2 separate regions of the Mus musculus genome follow, and region 1 is linked to region 2. Evidence: chromatin contacts called from public promoter capture Hi-C data. All regions are on one chromosome and are shown on one strand. Each heading gives the region's core, a stretch centred on a gene start, on an enhancer-like site or on the middle of the called end of the contact. The rest is flanking DNA. Distances are from core to core; before and after follow the strand shown.

What was found. Promoter capture Hi-C pulls out the DNA fragments that hold promoters and counts their contacts.
Region 1: a contact with region 2 is called in a promoter capture Hi-C map of hippocampal neurons, with 3 times the contacts expected there. The contact joins the promoter of Nrg3 here to the enhancer-like site in region 2. A contact is called at or near these places in 2 of 39 promoter capture datasets (hippocampal neurons and liver), 2 of 484 Hi-C or Micro-C datasets (cerebellar granule neurons and cerebral cortex) and 2 of 115 datasets of contacts at active chromatin or transcription factors (embryonic forebrain and forebrain).

What each region holds. Positions count from the first base shown.
Region 1 is chr14:39,470,807-39,475,838 of GRCm38.p6, reverse strand. Nrg3 (neuregulin 3) reads left to right here and starts at 2,751. Exons shown (of 10, transcript NM_008734.3): 1 at 2,751-3,867. The coding sequence starts at 3,039. It overlaps LOC432842 (a long non-coding RNA gene), which reads right to left and starts at 3,410. Exons shown (of 1, transcript NR_131973.1): 1 at 1-3,410.
Region 2 is chr14:38,700,009-38,705,219 of GRCm38.p6, reverse strand. All of the region lies in intron 2 of Nrg3 (neuregulin 3), which reads left to right. Among named protein-coding and RNA genes, the nearest start is that of Nrg3os, 200 kb to the left of the region's middle. Within about 2 kb of position 2,564, at least 8 of the 459 cell types and tissues checked have an H3K27ac peak or open chromatin away from gene starts, as enhancers often do. A contact at or near this core is called in hippocampal neurons, where this site is marked.

The DNA.
Region 1 (5,032 bases), core at 1,502-4,001, 770 kb before region 2:
CCCATGGACTATAGTTTAAGTGAGTCTCTCTTCCTCAACTAGCCTAATCTAGAAAATCACTCACAGACATTCCCAGAGGCTTGCTTCTTTGGTGCTTCTAAGTCATGCCTGTTAATGGAATGCTGTCTGGTCTTTATCAGCAAGAGGGCCCAGCCCTGGACCTTGACTCTATCATGAACAGTGTTTCCCCAGTTTCAGTCCAATGGTTACCACCGACTACCAGGAAGCTTTACAACACAGCTTTGCAGGGAGAACAGTTACTTCTACTAAATTTCTCTGGATGGTCTGTTACCCCCTGATCCTTAATAGAAAATCATCAAAGCAATGGGCTCTGCTGGCCCTGCTCCCTCTGGAGATGTTTCCTTGTAAGAGCAGCTGATATACCATGACTGGTGTTCCAGGAAAACCGGAACTCAATAGGGAACCACGAATAAGCTTTTAAATCGAAGTAGAAAGGAGAAGGAGAGGGAATTTGGAAGAAGGCTTTGGGAAGCAATGAAGAGAATGTGGATACTGTCCAATTGTGGTTTCAGGAAGAGAGCATTTATCCACAAAAGCATTGCAGCACCTCTCTTTGTGTTTTGGAACCTTTCAAGTGGGGGAGGAAGAAGGCAAAGAACACAGAATACTGGGGGTGGGATTTGGGAGGGATGATGATGAACTAAGTGTGGAAAAGAAATCTTCTTTCTCAAGTGTCAACAGCAGCACCTACTACAATGTGGAAATGCTTTTATTTTACTGCATGAGAAGGCACGGAGCAGATGCCTGTCAGCCCACAGAAGGTTAAGACATTTTTACTTGTGTCTTGCATCAGAAAGCCAAAGGAGTATGGATTTAATGTTTTGTTGTTGTTTGTTTGTTTTGCTTGTTTCCCCATTGAAATTCTGGAAGGCATCATTCTGCCCTACTGGGTTAGGGCATGTTTGGTTAAATTAAAAACCAAAGATTTTCCTATGGGGTAAGTCTCAGTGTTAGAGCTGAAAGAGGTGACAGCCACATTACTGCCATCAAAAAGTAATTTATTAATCACGCCTGTGCAAAGAACTCTGGTAGGCACAATCCCTCAAGGGCTTCCTGTTTGAACGTATTCTCTGCACTCTGCCATCTCCTTAGATTAGCATTTTCTTTTGCTCTTAACGTGTGAATAAAATGGATACCTAGGAAACTTCGTCTTTGTGGAGTGCATCACAGGACAGGACAATGCTGACTGCATTCTCGGACAGCCCTGGGAGGTACGTGATAAGAAAGATGCCATTCTCACTCTCCCATCCTTGCATGACACTTGTAAAAAATAAATAAATGAAAAAAAAAAGCCTCTTTCGTTTCTACCTTAGCCGAGAAATCTGGGTAGGGTGGGAAGCATCGCTTTACAGGACCAGCGTATGTATATCATGGTAGCCCTGGCTCTTGCCCGTTTCCTGTCTGTGCTATACCTGGTCCTCAGGGAGGTACCACAGTGTACCCGAGATTGGAAATACTCTGATCTCCCTCTACCAAAAGGAAGAAACCGGCTATGAAATTTAAGAGACTAGCCAGCATCTTTTCTCATCTTCGCCTCTCGCCTTGTTTCCCAGGGCGTACCTACATTTAAAGATAATACTTTTTAAAAGGTAAGTTAATGGCTTCGAGATCTGATCACAGAAAGGTCGTCTGCTTCAGCAGCAGCTCTCAGCAACTCCAAAGCAAAGGTGGTTCTCTGTCCAGCCGCACCGCGGCGGGGCAGGGGAGCTCAGAGGCGCCCTCCCACCTAACACGCCCGTGCGCATTCTCCCAGCAGCTTCAGTGTCTGACCCCGCAGGATCCACACCAGAGACCTGTTCACGGCTGCTCCACAGAGCTCCTAGTGCCGTACTTCTCCAACGGGGGTCCGCTTGGATCATTTATTTATCTAGCACACAGTAAGACAGCACCATTAGGTGTTGGTGGGAGGCGCAACTCTGCCCGAATCCCACCCTGTCCGCGGCGACTCTACACACAAACACACACACACATACACCCGAAGCCGCCTGGTTGAGTGCAAGAAAACGCTTGGAGCAGCGGTCACGACGTCCGGGACCCCTGTCGCTATCTCCCATTTTTGCTAGCCCGGGTCGGCCAGGCAGCGTCACCGGAGCTGTTTGGTATCCTCTGCGTGCTGGTCGGGGTGCGCCCCGGGGTACCCCGCTCCTGAGCGGCGGGGTAGCTTGCTGGAGTTTGACTCACGGTGGCGGCGGCAGTAGCGGCGCAGAGCCGCGGGCGGCGGGAGCGAGGCGAGCCCGGTCGCTCGCCCTCCGCGCTGCTCTAGGATTGGTTTCTCCCGGAGAGCGTTGACCGAGGGTTGGCTGCGGGCCGGCTGAAGAACAGGTGCACCTCATCGCCCAGGCTCGCCGAGTAACCACCGTGCAACGCTGCGTACGGGCTGGGCGAGGGGCTGCTAGGTTGGCCCCCTGTGTCGGAATGCGGCTTGTCGGCGCCCAGCATCCAGCTACTGCTCGCCGGGGCCCCTGAGGGTGACGTGAGGATTTGAGGTGGGGACAGCGGCGGTGCGGCCGGACGCCCCAGGGAGCGGGCCGGGCGCGGCGCACCGAGGATGCCGGCGAGGCTGGAGCGCACACAGGCGGCGGGCAGCATCAGCACCAGCGGCAGCATCAGCATCAGCATCCAAGGCAGCATCAGCATCAGCATCAGCGGCAGCATCAGCACCACCGGCAGCCGAGGGACCCCGTCGCGCAGGAGGCACCTAGGCGGGCTGCAGACTCGCCCCGCCGCTCCCTGACCGGCCGGCGGCGCCCGGGCCGGTCTCGCCCCTCTACCGAGCGCCTCGCCGCCCCCTCCCCGGCCCGCGTCCCCTCCCCCGTCCTCTCCTCCCCGCCCGCCGCCCGCCTCTCGGGGGGAGGGGCGTGGGGGCAGGGAGCCGATTTGCATGCGGCCGCCGCGGCCGCTGCCTGAGCCGGAGCCCGCCGCCGCCGGAGCCCGCGCCCGCGCCCGCGCCCGGCCCGCGCGGCCCCATGCCTCTGGCGCGGCCCTCGGGGGGGCGAAGGTGAAGATCGGCTCCTAGGATGAGTGAAGGGGCGGCCGGTGCCTCGCCACCTGGTGCCGCTTCGGCAGCCGCCGCCTCAGCCGAGGAGGGCACCGCGGCGGCTGCGGCGGCGGCGGCGGCGGGCGGGGGCCCGGACGGCGGCGGAGAAGGGGCGGCCGAACCTCCCCGGGAGTTACGCTGTAGCGACTGCATCGTGTGGAACCGGCAGCAGACGTGGTTGTGCGTGGTGCCTCTGTTCATCGGCTTCATCGGCCTGGGGCTCAGCCTCATGCTGCTTAAATGGATCGTGGTAGGCTCCGTCAAGGAGTACGTGCCCACGGACCTGGTGGACTCCAAGGGAATGGGCCAGGACCCCTTCTTCCTCTCCAAGCCCAGCTCTTTCCCCAAGGCTATGGAAACCACCACAACAACCACTTCTACCACGTCCCCCGCCACCCCCTCTGCCGGCGGCGCCGCTTCTTCCAGGACGCCTAACCGGATTAGCACCCGCTTGACCACCATCACACGGGCACCCACCCGCTTCCCTGGGCACCGGGTTCCCATCCGGGCTAGCCCGCGCTCTACCACAGCACGGAACACTGCTGCCCCTCCGACGGTCCTGTCCACCACGGCCCCTTTCTTCAGTAGCAGCACGCCCGGCTCCCGACCCCCGATGCCAGGAGCCCCCAGTACGCAGGCGATGCCTTCCTGGCCCACTGCGGCGTATGCTACCTCCTCCTACCTCCACGATTCCACTCCCTCCTGGACCCTGTCACCCTTTCAGGATGCTGCTGCCGCCTCTTCCTCCTCACCCTCTTCCACCTCCTCCACTACCACCACCCCAGAAACTAGCACCAGCCCCAAATTTCGTAAGTAGACGCCTGGCCATGCCGTGCTTCACTGCCAAGTTTTTTTCTGCTCTCCAGCTTTCCTTTCTGCTGGTTGTCACTTCCCCATGCACGTTTGGGGCAGAGTGTGAGGCTATGATTAAAACTAGCCTCAAGGGGGCCAAAGGTGCGGGTCTATGCTGTGCCTGTGTGCGGAATAGGGGCATCAGGCGAACTAAGGATATCTCTGAGCTAGGGTTCATACTTCAGTGGGTCCCAAATGAGAATAGACTCCTGTCTCCAATCAAAGGGTTAAGGCGAGTCCAAATCCTCACTGCAGATTTGAGAGTGAGCCCAGGTTGTGTTCCCCTTACTGGCCTGGGAGAGATGGTGCACCCAACCCTTCCCGCCCTCCTGTGGGAAGCTTTTCTAAGCACAGCCAAAACTGGCCTATGAAAGACCACAAAGGGAAGTTATGACCAGTGGAGGGGGGAGGGCGGGGGTGGGAGGAGATTGGATGCAGGTATTTGGTAGTGATGTCCTCAGGAGATAGCTGCCTACTATTCCAGCTTCCCCTGCTCAGGCAGAGACTAAGAAGGATTAATTAGAAGCCATTCAGAGAGCTAGGGAAAAGAGGTGCTCCCAGAAGGACCCCTCCCCTCAACCTGTCCCTGGCCATTGCCAGGTGTGGAAATTGGTGGAAATTGCTTCTGTGGCCACTGGAGTGAGTTAACTGCGAAGAAATGCAAAGGGGACTCTGCAGAGCTGCGGGCCCCCAGGGTCCTGAAAAAGTAGGAGGGCTTTTCTTCCTTCTTTTTTTTTTCCTTTCCCCAGCTGTGCCAAGCATTTGCTTTTGTTCCTTTCCCAGAGGGGTGAGGGGTGTAAACCTGATTTCCTCCTCCTCCCAGCTGGAAAGGATAAGCAGACTAGGACCCGGTTTAGTACAATGTCCAAGCTCTTTGTAATATGTCAGCCTTTGAATATAACATTTCAACCTGGTTCAGTCGGTGCCAACAGTGGCCAGTGTACCCCTAAATATGGTCACTTTTTCTTTGGAACTGTAAGCTTTCTATTTTTATCAACATTGCAGGTAACTAATTGACCTCCACCCCACCCTCTCCCCTTAGTGAACAGAAATTGCAGGAACCTTCTGTTTGTACCTGAGGATCAGGATGGAAGAAGACATGTATAACCTGTGAAGGTTATT
Region 2 (5,211 bases), core at 1,315-3,814:
TCCAAGCAAAATTATTATTATCACTAATTCGAAACAAATGGGGGGGTCACAAGATGGAAGGCAAAGGTAGATTCTTCTTTGTTTCATCTGACTTCTAGACTAAACCTGGAGTTCATGGTGGAAACCTGCCCACTAGGTAAAAAGCAGTCACTGTCCCAAATTCATGATCAAAATATATGCATTCTGACCTTTTCTTTAAAGAAATTTTGTGTTAATAAACCCAACAAGAGATTATTTTATCCCATTTTAAAGTTTATTAGAATGAACAGTATTGTTGATAATGAACAACTTTACTTTTGCATGAACTTATTTGGTATAAAATGATAATACTGATATTATTTATTTAGTTAAATATATTTCAAAAACATATATAATAATTGAACTAATTTTATTTGATTAACAAAGTTAGATGCTGAGTTACAAAGTAAAATCCAGAAAAATAAGACAGAGTTCACTTAAATCACCCTGAAGAGAAGTAACCAAATTAAAGAGTCTTAAGAAAATAATTATTTCTATTCCGAAGTCCATGCTTCTAGAGTATCCTGCACCTTGTCTCAAAAATTCTGCAGTTAATCATACTGTTATTATTCCAAAAAAGGTCATTCATGCTCTCTCCCCTCTCAGCAAGGAGGGGATTATGCATATGAACTTTCAGTTCTCAGAGACAAAACGGTGTCACACCAATTTTACATTAATGGATTGTCCACAGTATTCAAAGGTGAATGGGCAAAATGTGGTGTCACCAAGAAGCTAAAGAACTTCCTGTCCATCAGTAAGAAGAATGTTATCGCATTTCAGCATGACTGCGAGAGGCCCTGAAGCTGGTTAAGTGGCACAGGATCTAGAAAGAGGCAAAGAGCAAAAAGGCTGAGCACTGACTGGGGGACAGAGGCTCCTGAGGGATGGTGGCCTCTGAATTTGATTTCAGAAGGTGATCTAGTAATGTGTCACTCTGTAGTTGGCCTGAGTTTCCAGAAACCATCACTACCTGTCGTTTTTGGATGAATGAGCAATTTCCTGAGGCTGTGGCCATCCAGCTCTGCGTGGTTTCAGTGAAGCGTGCCTGCCCTATTGCATAAAAGGCAGAGGATTAGAAAAGAAAATGCCTTCAACACTGAACAGCGAATGTGTCAAGAACTCCAGCTTCTCAGCCACACACAGGGAGAGGAGACTTCCATGTAATTTGAAAGACACTCTCAAGTAGCTGCTTGGATTCTTCTCTCCTCCTTACCCACAGCACTCCCTTGTGACTAAAATCCCAAAGCATCTAGATTTAGACCACATTTGTCTGTTTGCTTAGGAAATGTTTCCTTATGTATTATTTGCATGATAGGAGGATAAAAGGTATGATAGATGTAAGAAAAAAATGTAAACTTAATTTGCTGTTCCTACAGAACATATTAGTGCTGCAAAAGCTGCTTCAAAGGTAAGAAGCTTACAAATAATGCTAGTAATACCTCCCTTCGGAATGTAAGTAAGAAAAGGAGTTGAACAGATACTTTGAACGGATTAAGAAAATATAAATAGTGGCTGAGAAAATTAATCTTAGAATTATAAGAATCAAATTTTGAAGAACAAAAATGAGGAAAAATAGCATTTTCACTGACTAACATTAGTCCTTTTAATTGTGTTATTTTATTGAGTCATAGCATAGTGGTTGGTGAATCTGGTTTCAGACAAAGAAGTGAGTCTCAGGTCTATAAGATACAAAATAAACATCAAACTAATCTGATGATCATGAAAGACAAATGAGGCTGCATGTAAATGCCTGGTTCAGAGACCATAAGTGATTAGCTGCTATCTAACCTGTCAGCTCTGTCAATAGCAGTACTCAGTAATTTGCTTCAAATTCTAAAGAGTGGGGTGGGGGCGGCCATTTAAAGCACTTACTTCTTTTACAGATGACCTGAGTCAAATCCTAGCATCTACATGGTGATGGTGCATAACCACCTGTCATTCCAGCAGTTCATGTGTGTATAATGTCTGTTCTCTCTCTCTTCCTCCCTCTCGCCCCCACCATGTGGTGTGTGTGTGTGTGTGTGTGTGTGTGTGTGTGTGTGTGTGTCTGTGTGCACAAGCATGTTGTGATTCCCTAGCAATACTTCTAACTATATGCAGAATGTCTATGTTGGTCCACACATTAGCTCAAACATACCAGGGACAAGTGACATTGCTAACTGTCACGTTCTGAGGCTTTTCAATCAGGAAGATGTTACTATATCTGTGGAGGCTTAGCAGGCTAGAGTTCATGTACACCCTGACTTGACAGATAGTGCAAGTGAAAATCATTTTCAACAAGGCTGGAAATGGATTCATCTCGGTCCTATCGTAGACAGAGAAGTACACTGTAAGTTTCTACCAGAGAACACCAGCTTGAAATATGTGAGGCTTGTCACTCTAGGAAAATGCTGATATGGGAAGGAGTGTGCAGTAGAAATGTGAACGCATGCATGCTAAACTGAACGTTTGCCAGGATTATTAACGCATCACTTTGATGAGCCAAGAATTTCCACTTTTTCCCTACAGGAGAGGACCTCTCCAATCGTCTGAGGCAGAAAGAGGGCAGAGCATTTTATTTTAAGAATAACACATTTCAACTTGAAGAAAGAACTGTAGCTAGGTTTTGACAGAGCCTGTTGGGAAGTAGAGGCAAAGATGATATTTCATAAGTGTTGGTATTACAATTAGATCTCTTTGTGTAGATGCCTTCTGATCATCTATTTAGCATAATGTCAGCTGGCCTGGAGAATCATTTCTTTTTTATAAACCATCTGCTTTGTTGCAAGAGCCTCTTTAGAGGACACATGCAGGCAAAACATTCATTCGCTTTTCAAAATCATCCTCTGTGTTCTTTTTTCTACATCCTGTAGCCTGAATCGTAATTTTAGAGAGACCTAGGAAAATGCAGGCAGTGCAGCAAAAGAAATAAATAAATGATCACAAGAAATCATTTGATTGAAGATTTTATCCATGCAGCAGTGACCTTATTGTCTGGAGACACATCTCTCACCTCTATTGGGGAAGGAAACTCTACTCTTGAAATCATAGGTCTTGGATCCCTAACAGTGCCTGCTGATATTCAATTTCCCTGATTTAATTTGGAACTGATAACAATCAGACTGAATGTGGAAATATTTCTTAAACTCCTAAGCATTGAAGGAATAACAATTTCAATATTTGTATGTATTTAAATCACTTCAATGTTAAGTAATGATTTATTGCTAAAAATCTAGTTAGCACCAGTCACTAAGGGTTTTTTTTTTTTTTTTTTTTTTTTTTTTTTTTTTTTTTTTTTTTTTTTTTTTTGGTGATTTTCTAAATTCTTCCCTGGCAGATTTTTTCATTTTTTCACATCTAGCTGTTTGCTGAATCCACATATATCTGCATGCACAGTTAATCTAGTGTAATTATTAGGCATAGAATTGTTAGCTAGGATAGTCTTCCTACCCTGAAAACATAGTGTCTATGTCTATGTCACAGATCTGTCACTGTTACCATGCCTCTTACCTAATTAGAATGACAGGCTGCCCTAAGTCTTTTTGGGGTGCCCCAGTTTGGTTGCTTCTACAGTGTCCAGAAACTGTTGAAAGGCAAAGAACATCAACATCAATCCAGGAATGTGCAGACAGTGTCTTGTCATCAAGCCAAGGTTCTTATAAACACAACCCAATGCTCCTAGAAACAGTTCATGGAGCTTGAAAGATTGTTCAGTGATTAAGAGCATATGCTACTCGTACAAATGACTCATGACTCATATTTGGCTACCAGCATCCATAGGAGGCAAGTCACAAGACCTGTAACTCCAGTTGTCAGGAGCCTCATGACACCTCTGGTCTTCATGAGAGCCTACACTCATACAAACAAACCCACATACCAAAAACCATATGCACACATAATGGCAAATAGTAAAAATATATCTTTATTTAAACGAACAGTTCACTACACTCTAAAGAGTCGTGAAAATTTTAAACCATACTACACACATAAGGGAAAATGTAGCCATTCTTCAAATAGCTGCTCTCTTGATAGTAATAGCAGCACACTGATGTCATCTGTTTCTATATATTCAGTGCTTTGGAGTTGTCTAAGTGCTTTAAAGCATATTGTCTCACAACAGTGTCTACTTATACCCAACCCATCCTTGTTCTCAGTAATTAAACTTAAATATTATAGAGCGTAACAACTCAAGCTCCATACTAGCTTATTATTTTTTTGAAAATCTACTAAGTACAGAACTATATTCTCTTTTTTATCATGTATCATTTCAAACACAGAACTATGTTATTGTTTTCATTTGTAAATCTAATAAGCAGAGCTCAAGATGTTGGCTAGCCTCTCAAGACTCCTGGGAGAGGTGGGAATTGAACGAATGTTAGCCCTCTGAACTTGTACAGCATGTCCTGTGTACTTCCTATACTCATACCCTGCATCAGCCTGTGAGACTAATTCTGCAAGCTCTTTGACAGAAACGAGGCTGTGTTGACAAGAGGGCCACACAGCAACTGCTGGGCTGTGATGTGTTTTATCTTGGAAAAGATAATGAATACGTAATGATTGCCTGGTGAATTCTACTACTGCCCATCCTGGGAGCTGGCAGTAACAGCTGATTCACTTTATGAAACCAGGTCAGGTTGCAAAAAAAAAAAAAAAAAAAAAAAAAAATCAATGGATTGAGGTGTGGAAGAAAAAAAAAAGTACAACAGCTGCAGGAAACAAATTACTTTTAAATTTTGCCTCTATAATTTCAAAACCCAAAGGAACTTATTTTGAAATTGAGGTCAAAAAGTAATATCCAAGAAATGTACCTGAATTTTTAAAGAGTATTTGGCCCCAGTGAAACCTAACACACGGGGATGTGTTTATTTTAGAGACGTTCTGTTTGTAAATACACACAGCTCTTCTGTGGTTGAGAGCAAGAACGGGAAAGTTGAAGAGCCTTGTGGGAGAAGTGGGTAGTATCTGAAATACGTATTAATAGGAAGCAGAACCCAAAGCCTTGATCCCTCGCTCTGGAGTTTAGTAGTTTTAGGCTAGACTTGTGCATTAAAACCATCAGAGATGATGGTTTCCTACTAGCCCAGGTGGTTCCCCTGTCTTTTTCTCTCACTTGAAACTTGAGAGCACGCAGGGGTTTCTATGTGGTTCCTTGACTGAGCCATACTTAGTGAGTAGTAATCTTGCTAAAGTGAAGGTTCGTTGGAAATAGTAACA